Regions from separate parts of the Arachis hypogaea genome. Here region 2 is linked to region 1. Evidence: chromatin contacts called from public Hi-C data. All regions are on one chromosome and are shown on one strand. Each heading gives the region's core, a stretch centred on a gene start, on an enhancer-like site or on the middle of the called end of the contact. The rest is flanking DNA. Distances are from core to core; before and after follow the strand shown. Region 1 holds the start of LOC112801431 (protein SPA1-RELATED 2). Region 2 has its middle 5.5 kb from the start of LOC112801434.

Evidence for each region. A called contact is a pair of places that touch in the nucleus more often than the background predicts.
Region 2: a Hi-C map of leaf shows a contact between it and region 1, with 3 times the contacts expected there. The contact joins the enhancer-like site here to the promoter of LOC112801431 in region 1. A contact is called at or near these places in 2 of 8 Hi-C or Micro-C datasets (both in leaf).

Annotation. Positions count from the first base shown.
Region 1 is chr5:41,085,620-41,090,806 of arahy.Tifrunner.gnm2.J5K5, reverse strand. LOC112801431 (protein SPA1-RELATED 2) reads right to left here and starts at 2,248. Exons shown (of 8, transcript XM_025844148.3): 1 at 1,873-2,248; 2 at 241-1,776. The coding sequence starts at 1,689.
Region 2 is chr5:41,175,271-41,180,457 of arahy.Tifrunner.gnm2.J5K5, reverse strand. No RefSeq gene overlaps it. Among protein-coding and RNA genes, the nearest start is that of LOC112801434, 5.5 kb to the left of the region's middle. Within about 2 kb of position 2,912, at least 3 of the 3 cell types and tissues checked have open chromatin away from gene starts, as enhancers often do.

The DNA of each region.
Region 1 (5,187 bases), core at 999-3,498:
TAATTAGGCTATAAAGAGTTGATTGAAAACCATATAAGGCCATTTCATTTTTTTTTAATAAGATTAAAAAAGAAGAAAAAAGGAAGGCAAAATTCAGTCCCAACATTTTTACATGGAAGCAGGTTTTATAATGCCTTTGATATTTAGGAACTCGTCTACATATAAGGAATAAAAATCAAAATGAACATATGAAAATTGCATCTAAATAAATGAATGAGAATCACTGGCTAGTCTACCCACCTCAAAAAGGAGGACACCTAAGCAGTAGATATTTGATGATGTTGTGCATCCCCCCTCAGGACTTGCATACCATTTTTCTTCCAATTTTTCACCTAAAGATAACAGTGACCGACCTGCACTGGATACGCGAGGGACGCTAGACATCCTCCTAATATTATATTTGGAATATTGGATATCCTCTTCATATTCATTGCAATAATCCTGTGATCCAACTGTACGGGCTTTTCTATCACTGGCATTTTCAAGACATGAATCACTCCCAGATATTCTCACACCTTCATTAAATTTTTGTTTCTTTGACACCATGTCATGAGAAGGAAATGTTACTTGCTCTGACAGCCTTTTACTACTTAAAGATTCATTTAAGTGAAGAACTTCAGAATTCACAACACTATCTGACATCTGCTCTTGTATAGGTAACCCGATGTGCAAGACTTGGTTTGATGGTAATAATTTTATGTAAGATGGATATAGGTTGTTCAATGCAGTTCCCTGAGAGTGAGAATCATCCACTAAATCCACAATCTTTCTAAATAAATTCAAACACTCCACTTTGCTTGCTTTGTGTTGTTCACATTTCAACCATTCTCTCAAAGTTACACCACCATAGCCAAATCCTCCTGGTCTATGCACAGAACTACTATAAGAAGGACACTTTGCAGTTATGGAATCACAGCTTGCCGATATGGTAGACTTCCACGGACTATCGCTGCCAGTCTTCTGATACTGATCTGTACCAATGCCAGCTTTCATCTTATTCTCACCGATATCAATGGCGGTCTTCCTTGGTTTCTGATCAGTATCAGTGCCAGTCTTCATCTGATTTTTATCTCTAGACTGAACGGCGAGCACATCAGAAGATGGACCTCTACATATGATACCCTTACCCTTCAAGGTACTTTTAATGAAATACTCAGCAAATCCAGAATTGGATATAATTTTCGTCCGAATTTGTCCATGAACATCAGCTGCAATCTCTTTATTCTCATAATCTTCCAAGCGTTCAATAACATTGGTGTGACCATCACTGAGTGATTTTCTAGCTAGTAGCTGTGCAAAAGATGTGGACCCAGCAGCATCAGCATCCTCCTGGACAGCGTTTCCAAGCCCTGAATGGCTCCCTACCTGAGAAAGATTCAGCCAACGATTCTGCTTATTATTATAAATCTGCTGTCGGTTGCTGGATGTACCAATATCCAAAGTAGAACTATTGTAACTTTTCACAGTTAATTCTTCAACATCCCTAAAAAGGCTTTGATGCGGATGCTGTGATGCTTCTGCAACGTTTTTACCTTGTACGAGTTCATCATATTCCCCCTTAACAGCTCTAGGGATTTCTTGAGATTTTAAGATTTTTGTGTTTAACGCATACCTATCTTCTTTGCCCTGGTGCTCTGAATCCTCGTCAATCTCTAATTCTGTGGGCCCAGCAACCAATTCTTCATCCATACCTAAGCCTTTAGCTTCATTCAATCACGCCTCGTCGTTCCATAATCCTCGAAATTAACACTTACCCTATCCGTATGCCGCCTCAATCTGTCACATGAATTTTGCAAACGCCACGCATTTAATAAAGCAGATAACAGTAACTAATCAGCATTAAAAATCACAAAAGACGGATAGAGTACGAACACGCTATTTGCAGATTTGAATGACCGGCGAAATGAAAGGATGAATCGAGAGAGAGAGGGGTGACGGTAAAGTGATGGAATAAAAAGAAGGGGAAATTGAGGAAGAGAAGAGAGGGGTTGTAATTTCGAAAAGGGGGAAATGGTTGCGTTTGGTGTGTGATGAAAAGGAAGGGAAGTCTAGTCAGGTACAGAAGCAATAGGAAGAGGAACAGGGTGGTCTCAGCTCAGCATCATGATGATGTGGAGGATGAATGATAACGGTGCAAAGGGATCAGGGATGGGCTTCATTATTGGGTTCCTAAATCGTAAATTCGCAATCATACTAGATCAAATGCATTTAGAAAAGAGATACGTATTGTTTTGGTCCTCACGTTGAGGGTCGGAATCGAACCCGTCCCCGATATATATTTTGATTTAAAATCGTCCTTAAAATCGCATTTAAATTTAAAATTGTCATTTATAATATTTTCGGACGTAAATACTCTTGTGTCGTTATGAGGCAATTATGATCATCGAAAATAATAATAAATGTATATATGTATATATAGGAAATTAAAATGAAAGGGAAAGTTTAATAATGATACATTGAATTGAAAGGAGGAAAGGATAAAGTAGCGTGGAAGCCATTGTTGCAGAGCTCACCGTGAGGACCTGCTGGAGAGAGACAGCCATGGCTGCACGAAGCTCAACCTCGTCTCGAATCCCATCTTTGTCACAAGGTAAGCTGCTACTTTGTTCTCATAGTGAGAAGCCGGTGTTGCGAATCTCGGGGACTAAGGAGAATCCAGGTCGCAGATTTTGGGGTTGTGTCTACTTTGAGGTTTGTTTACTTTTTCGCTGAATTGGGTCTTCTGGGTATTGGAAGGGATGGTGATCTCTGTGGGTATGTGCAGGTGCAAGAAGGCTGCAATTTTTTTCGTTGGGCAAATCCAGATACAGAGGTGGAGTATTCAGAAATTGCTAGGTTAAGGAAGAAGCTTTCGATGATGAAATCAAGAACTAAATTGGCGGAGTGGAAGCTGAAGTTCGTTGCAGTGTTAGGGTTTTTGGGTGGGTTGGGTTTGTATGTTTGCTGTTGCAGAGTTGGTCTAAAGCAACGCAACAATGTCTCATTCCGTTGAACCTGGTATGAAACATGTGTAGGTATATTCTGCTATTGTTTTTGGTGGTGAATTGGTCTGGCTGGGGTTTATGTATTAGGGGGGTTCTTGATTGTGGTATGTTGAATGTATTTGAAGATGTAATATGACTGTCTTGTAAGCATGGTTGGATATTGAAATGAGAGTGAAAGTTTTTCTTGGCAAAACATGATTTCCATAACTGAACAATAAGATAACAGTGTCATTAAAATGGTAACAACCTAAAGTGTTTGACATTAAAATGGTAACAACCTAATACATAATAAGCATAGTGTTTGACATTACCAGAACCTTAATAGAAACTTAACTCAAAACAACCTAACCATCAAAAGGATTGGCTAGCAACAAGCCAATATTTCACTACAACCAACAGTAGCACAAAGACAAAATATAAGCAACAAAAAGCAACAAAATATAAGCCAATATTTCAGTACAACCACACTGGATTAACCAGAAGCTTAACACAAACTTAAAACAAAATAAATCAACATGTTAAGTGTTGTCATTTCCCTAAAGCAATCCCCATTTTCTTGGAAGCAACTTTGCCATTAACTTCAGTTTCCTGGGAGAAACATGAGGTCCTCCAGTAAAGCTAACAGAGTAGTGCCTAGTGGGTTGGCTTGAAGATGTGGCAAAGGATGGCTGAAATGCTGGAAGAACAGTGGAGGTTGGTTGTGATGATGAAGTTGGTGGATCAGGTTGGGCTGAAGGTGTGGGCTTCGAGGTCCCCTTGGGCCTGCCTCTAGGCCTTTTTGGTGGTGCTATAGTGTTGGACTGGGCTGAGCTTGTTGGCTGTGTTGCTGAAGCAACTTTTCTCTTGACAGTGAGCTTGGGAGTGGGCTGTGTAGATGCACTTTTCTTTTCTCCCTTAGCAGCTGGAGGGATAGAGTTGTTGCTTCCCCTGGATTGGTTGCCCTTGCTTTGTTTCTTGGAATTTTGGGCCTATGAAACATTTGCAGAAGAACATAAGGCTGAGTTAAAAATTCTCAGACATGCAATGTAAAAAAATTTAATCAATATACCTCATTCTCAATAGGTTTAGGGCATCTGCTTTTATTATGTCCAACAACACCACATATAGAGCGCCTCTGTTTCTCCCCCTTCCTGGACATGTGAGTGCGGCTGCTCTGTTCTTCATCTCCAGCAGCTAGCTTCCTTTTTTTGACTGGCCTGTGACTAGGCCTTCTGTATGGGGGAGGCATTACATCAGGATGTGGTGTAATCTCCCATAGGTCAGGGCCGTTCAATGGGTGAATTACTGCCTCGTAGCACCTCAAGTATGCTTCTCTCTTGTAACAGTCAGCCACATAAGGTTCCAACTGAAGCCCTTTGAACTTGATGCAACCAATTGCATAGACACAAGGTATTCCACTCAACTGCCACCTTCTACAAGAGCACTCAGAGGATCCTAAGTCAACAATAAACTTATCTAACCCATTCATAACCTCATATTTCTGAGCAGCAGACCAATATGGACGCCAGTCACCAGCAGATCTAGACCTCCTCTCCAACTTGATTCTAATCCTAGGTAAGATTGTCCCTGCATACTTCTGAGCCAACTCCCTATTCTCTGCCCACCTAGTCATCAGTTTAACCCGGATCTCCTCTAACATTGTTAGTATAGGTTTCTCTCTAGCATCAACTATGGCCGCATTAAAGCTCTCAGACATATTGTTAACCAGTGTATCTACTTTAGAATTATAGGTAAACCTAGATCTAGACCAATACCTAGGGGGGTAGCAATTAGGTACCTATAGGCTTCCTGATTCACAGCTTTCAGTTCGGCCATGTTCTTCTCCCAGTCCCTCCAGTGAGTCGCCTTAGCACACCTCCACATTAGTTGCTTCAATTGTAACCCTGGAAACCGTTTTCTGAAATTGCTGTATAGGTGCCTCACACAGAATCGATTCTCCACACCTGGTATAACAGCATCGTATACTGGCAACAAACCCTGCAAGCAGAAAATAGAGGACCAAATAGTCATTGATACTTGAGATATAGTAATTCATTGTGTCAATGTACATAAGTTAAATTCGGTTTAGGCTTGCTTACTTTCTGCTGGTCAAACATAAAAGTAATTCTTCCCATCTTCTCAACACCAATATCAGTTGCAAGATGACTAAGGAACCAAGTCCATGAGTCCTTGGTCTCGGCCTTTACAACTGCATAGGCAATGG
Region 2 (5,187 bases), core at 1,663-4,162, 89 kb before region 1:
TGGTCATATGTTATGTACATAACATATTTTGTGATTTATTAACTCTAAATAACATAATTTTATTAATTATTTTGCGTCAAAATTAAAATAATGTTGTTTTATTTAGTTTAGGTGAAAAGATATGTAAGAACACATGATTGAAATTGATCAATAATGTTAGAGAAATAAAAAATAATCCGTCCAAACAATCTAAACTTACTTTATTTGGTATGATGCATTAAATAAAGATAAAAGTAATAAAATTTGACAATTTTTTGTTAATATTATTTTATTATCAAACATCTTTGAAATGGTATATTAAAATTCAATACAAAAAATATATTTTACTTTTAATCCAATTTCTTGATATAAGGACTTACTCAACCTAATTTCTCTACACTATAGTTCAGAAATTGAATTAAAAGAAATCACTTACTCTTCTACAAGATTTTTTGATACAAAAAATAAGAGACTTCAGATTCATTCAATTTCACTTATTTATATTATAGTTTTATCATGAAATCAACAAATATTTTAGTATTTTTTTTAATTTTTTTATGACAATTACATTAATTTAAGAAGTATTTATAATTTTTTATTAGATTAAAATGAATTTTAAATTCACTAACATAAAGTCTAATTTAATATTTAAATAAAAAATTTAAAATATATGAAATTAAGTTAAATAATTTTATATTTTATATGAACATTTAAACTACGTATTAGAATGAAATGAAAACACGTAATACACTGTTTTCAATCTTAAAGACTTTTACCGTCTAACTAGAATTTTAAAAATTTTTCGATGCAAACGCCAATCTCATAAATTAATTTGAGGTTTAACTCAAGGTAAAAATTAGATGGAGTCGACTTTACGTGAAGTTAATATCTGAAAACTGTTAGATAAAAATTTACTCAAATCAATTAAATCATTTAACGGTTCTTCGATATCAATTTCAAGTAAAGTCGACTGAAGTTTCTACCTTAACTCAAATAACATTGAAAAATATATATATATATATAATCCTTATTCAGCAAAAGTGGCAGCAATTTAATGCAAACTTACTAATTTGGGTTTGCATGTTGGATTTAGATTGGATAAATCTTGCTGGCATGCAGGTAAAAGTCTGGTCTAGTGTACATACAATAAATGTGTTAAAAAATTCAGCTTTTTTTTTTCAAAAAGAAAACATACAATTTATTGTGTGTTTATTACTATATTTACAGAATTTATTCGGGAGATTGATTTTCACAAGTTATTGATAAATAAATAATAATTTTCTTTGTAAAAAAAAAAAAACCCCTTCTAACCTGTCTTTTATGAACTATCCATAAAGAAGTTAATTTGACTGTTAAAAAGGAGGAGGGGAAATTATGGGTACAAATAATGCAAAATTAGTCAATTTGGTCTAGAATTCAAAGATAGAAAGTCAACCCTTAAGTTGTTTTGTGGCATTGTTTGTTTCTAATGTCCAAAGCAAATAGAGGAAAGGAAGAGGCCAAGGCTTTCGGCCCCCATCAAAAGCCAAAACTAAAGATAGATTACCAATAGACTTCTTTCCAATTTAGATTTTCTGTTTAGGCCAAATTGAGGCCTGTTTCCCAACTACTCAAAATAAGAGCAAAAGAAAAAGAAGAGAGGACCTTTGAGGTGCCAAGTGGCAGGTAAAATTGGAATTGAGGTTGAGGTTGAAGGGTAGAAGGCAACATGAAAATGCGTTTCGGCCTTTGGCTTGAACCCAATTTCTGACACAAACAGAAGATGGGGTGCAAGTGGCACCACCATACTTGGACACTTTTCTTGTCACCACTCAGCACTCACCACTCACCCTCCTCAACATCATAAAAGCACAAATTCGTACCCATTTCAATTCCGCCGTTACGCATGTCATATCCGTTACCTTTCTCCGTTTTTCTTTTTTTAAAAACACACTGACGGTGAGTCGGTGACGATACAATTGATATTATTGTAAGCTTTTATTACTACTTACTGACACTAACTATTTGTGACTTGTATATTGAATTTGTACCCTTTTTGTTTATTTATCTTATTTTGAAAATGAACGGAACGAAGGTCTATGGTCAATGAAAAAGCAACGTACAGACAGGGAATATTTGATATCATCATGATATATATATAGTAAGCTTCAAAAGCTTATCAAACCCATGAAGATTACAATTTGTCACTTCCAAAAAAGTAAAAAGTTCAATAATAACACAATTAGCCGTTTTTCCTCCAACATTTCTCATCTGCGTACTACTTATCTTCTAAATCATCTTGATTAAGAAACATTGCCTCCCTTTTTATTAACTATACAAAAAAAAATGTAAATTAATTTTCTAGTGTTATACAATTTAAGCGGTTTGAGAATTATGATGTATAAATTTGTCAGATGCCTTAGATTAGATGTTGAATGCAATGCGGCACGTAAAAATATAATATATACATTTTTTGAAAAAATAGCTATTATATATCTGCCAAGAAAAATTAACCCAGGGGGAGAGAACCTATGTTTCGTAACGGTAGATATAGCTCTTGTGCCTATCATGGTACGCTAGGTGGTGCTGCCAATATTATATACAAATAAAAACAATATTGCAGGATGCAGAGCGAAAAATATCTTTGTCTTATATGTTGTATTCTCCATATACTCCATACTAGCAAGTCAGAAAAGGCTTATTGTAGTTGATCTCCATGGACCATGTATATCATGCAAAAAAACGTAACCAAATAAAGTTGAAATAATAATAATATCTTATCGCTTAAGAAATAATCAAAATGATCGACAAACATGCTCTTCATTGATACTAATAGACGTGCATGCGTCTCTTTCCTTGTTTTAAAAGACGCATCTATGTTTGTGTAGCATGACACTAGTTCAGTACTATACTTCACAGAGAGAGTCATGTGCAATGAATAATTAATGATCCACTTGAATGAATGAAAGGCAAATCATGCATATGTGTGAGTGTGTGTGATCAATGGGGACGTTAGGCCACAGAGACAGAGGTGTCGTTGTCTGCTAGATTAAGTGATTAACCATGCATCCAATGTTTTATATATTTGAGAAAAAGGCCTGGCCTGCTTATGATGTTGGCATTTTCTACAACTGGGATTTTTCACATACTCATAACCATAATTAACCTAGCCCACTTGGGCCCTTCTTGGGCTTCTACCTTATCTGGTCCCCTACCCTCATCTGCCTATTCACTTTCCATCGTTATATCATGAACTAATGCTGCCTATTATGAAAATTTGGTCAAATATATTAAATTATTTATATTATTTTTACATGAAGAAAAATTCACATAATTAGCCATCATCGTTTATTTATGTATTAAATAGTATAGAGAAAATGTGAGATTAGTATCAAATTAGAAATCTAGAGAAAAATCCAATAGATCCATACTCATAATCCTGTTGAATTGGCTGAATTCCAAATAATAAATTTGGTATACCAATAATTCATTTTTTTAGAAGAAAATTGAGACAAGAGTATATGTCCCATGAAGAATACTAATTGCTTTGAATTTGATGAGTTAATTTGGTCTTTCAAGAAACACAAGGTTGCGGTCGCTGAAGCAGATAAACATAAGAAGACAGAGGGGAAGAAAACCGAAAAATGCCAAGAGACGGTTACACGTATGGATTGAGAATCAGAGAGGATCTTTGCTATAGTTCTTTCGGGCCCAGGAGATTGAATCCCAGCCGTTCATGTAACCATCAACACAAGAGGTTGTTCTCTGGTTTAGCGCAAATGTGTAACATGGTGGCTTGCTTGGTCCCCAACGACACGTCTTCTCCAGCCAATCAATATTGTTTTGTTTCATCCACAAGATTGTGACTGCGGTCCCACCTATTAATTTCAATGTTCTATACGGTAGTGTTTGTTTCTACCAACTGAGATTGGAGATTGGAATTGTTGTAGGGATTAAAATTTCGGGAACTTAAATTTTAATAATATTTTTATTTAATTTTATATTTATTTTAAACCAAACATAATATTTAGATATAACTTAATCTATTATTTTATATTAAATATGATACAAAAATTTAGTATGTATATTATATTATTGTATATCGCATAAATGAATTATCTGATTTTTTGTTTTATTGATGAGCCGCATCATGTTATGGGCCAGAGCAATGTTGGGCTTATCCATTGGAAGCTGGAGCCCGATTAAAAGTTGGAGTCCCCTACTGACTAGAGAGTTACATAACGCTGCTCATTTTGGCAGAGCAGCACAGACTGCCACTATGAAAAATCCGTTCATTTATTTATTGCAATTTTAAATTACCTACGTCGGCCGTTATCACTTTTATTTATATTTTGTGAATTAATTACTAGATAATATTAGATCATTTCTCATTAAAAATATCTTTATGCACATAATTAAAAATTATTAAATTATTTAACATATTTAATTAAATTATTTAATATAATATAATATATATTTATTCATATTTCAGTTATTACCTTCATATAAACTTCTGTATTTAATGCCGTGACTCCTCATGTGATTTTATTATTTTTCATTTATGATTACTTTGCCTATTTGGGGTTCATAGTCATTTATTGTCAAAGCACTTGTTCATTTTTTCTCTTGCTAGAGTTCATCCAAATTTCGTGGTGCAATGCTTGGGTTTACGAATTTTATAAATACATTGGGCCTCCTAGATGGGAGATGGACCCAAAAAAACGTTTTAACCTTAATAAGATATGACTAATTAGTAATTACTAGCATCTCGCCCCGATAATAATATATAATAGAAAAAATTTCACTCCCCTCTTATGGGAGATGTTAAAATGACATTCTATTTTTCTCTATTTTATAAATGTATATTTTTTCCCTTCAAATTTTTAAAAAGCCTCCTCTTTAATCTATTTTAAACTTTTTAAATTAACTAATGTTAACTTTATCTATTTAAAAAAAAAGAATTATTTTCTAAAAAAATACCTATTAACAAAAAATTTATTTTTTATCATTAAATTTTTTTTACTAAAATATCCTTTAATAAACTATTCTTTTATTGATTAAATTGAATTTTTTAAAAAATTTAATAATTATATTATTTTTTCTAAAATACCCTTCAATAATTTTTTAATTATTAAATTATAATTTTATCAAAATTTTTGTTAACAAATTTTTTATATTTTACGATTAATTTTTTAATATCTATATATATTATTTTAACATTAAATAAAA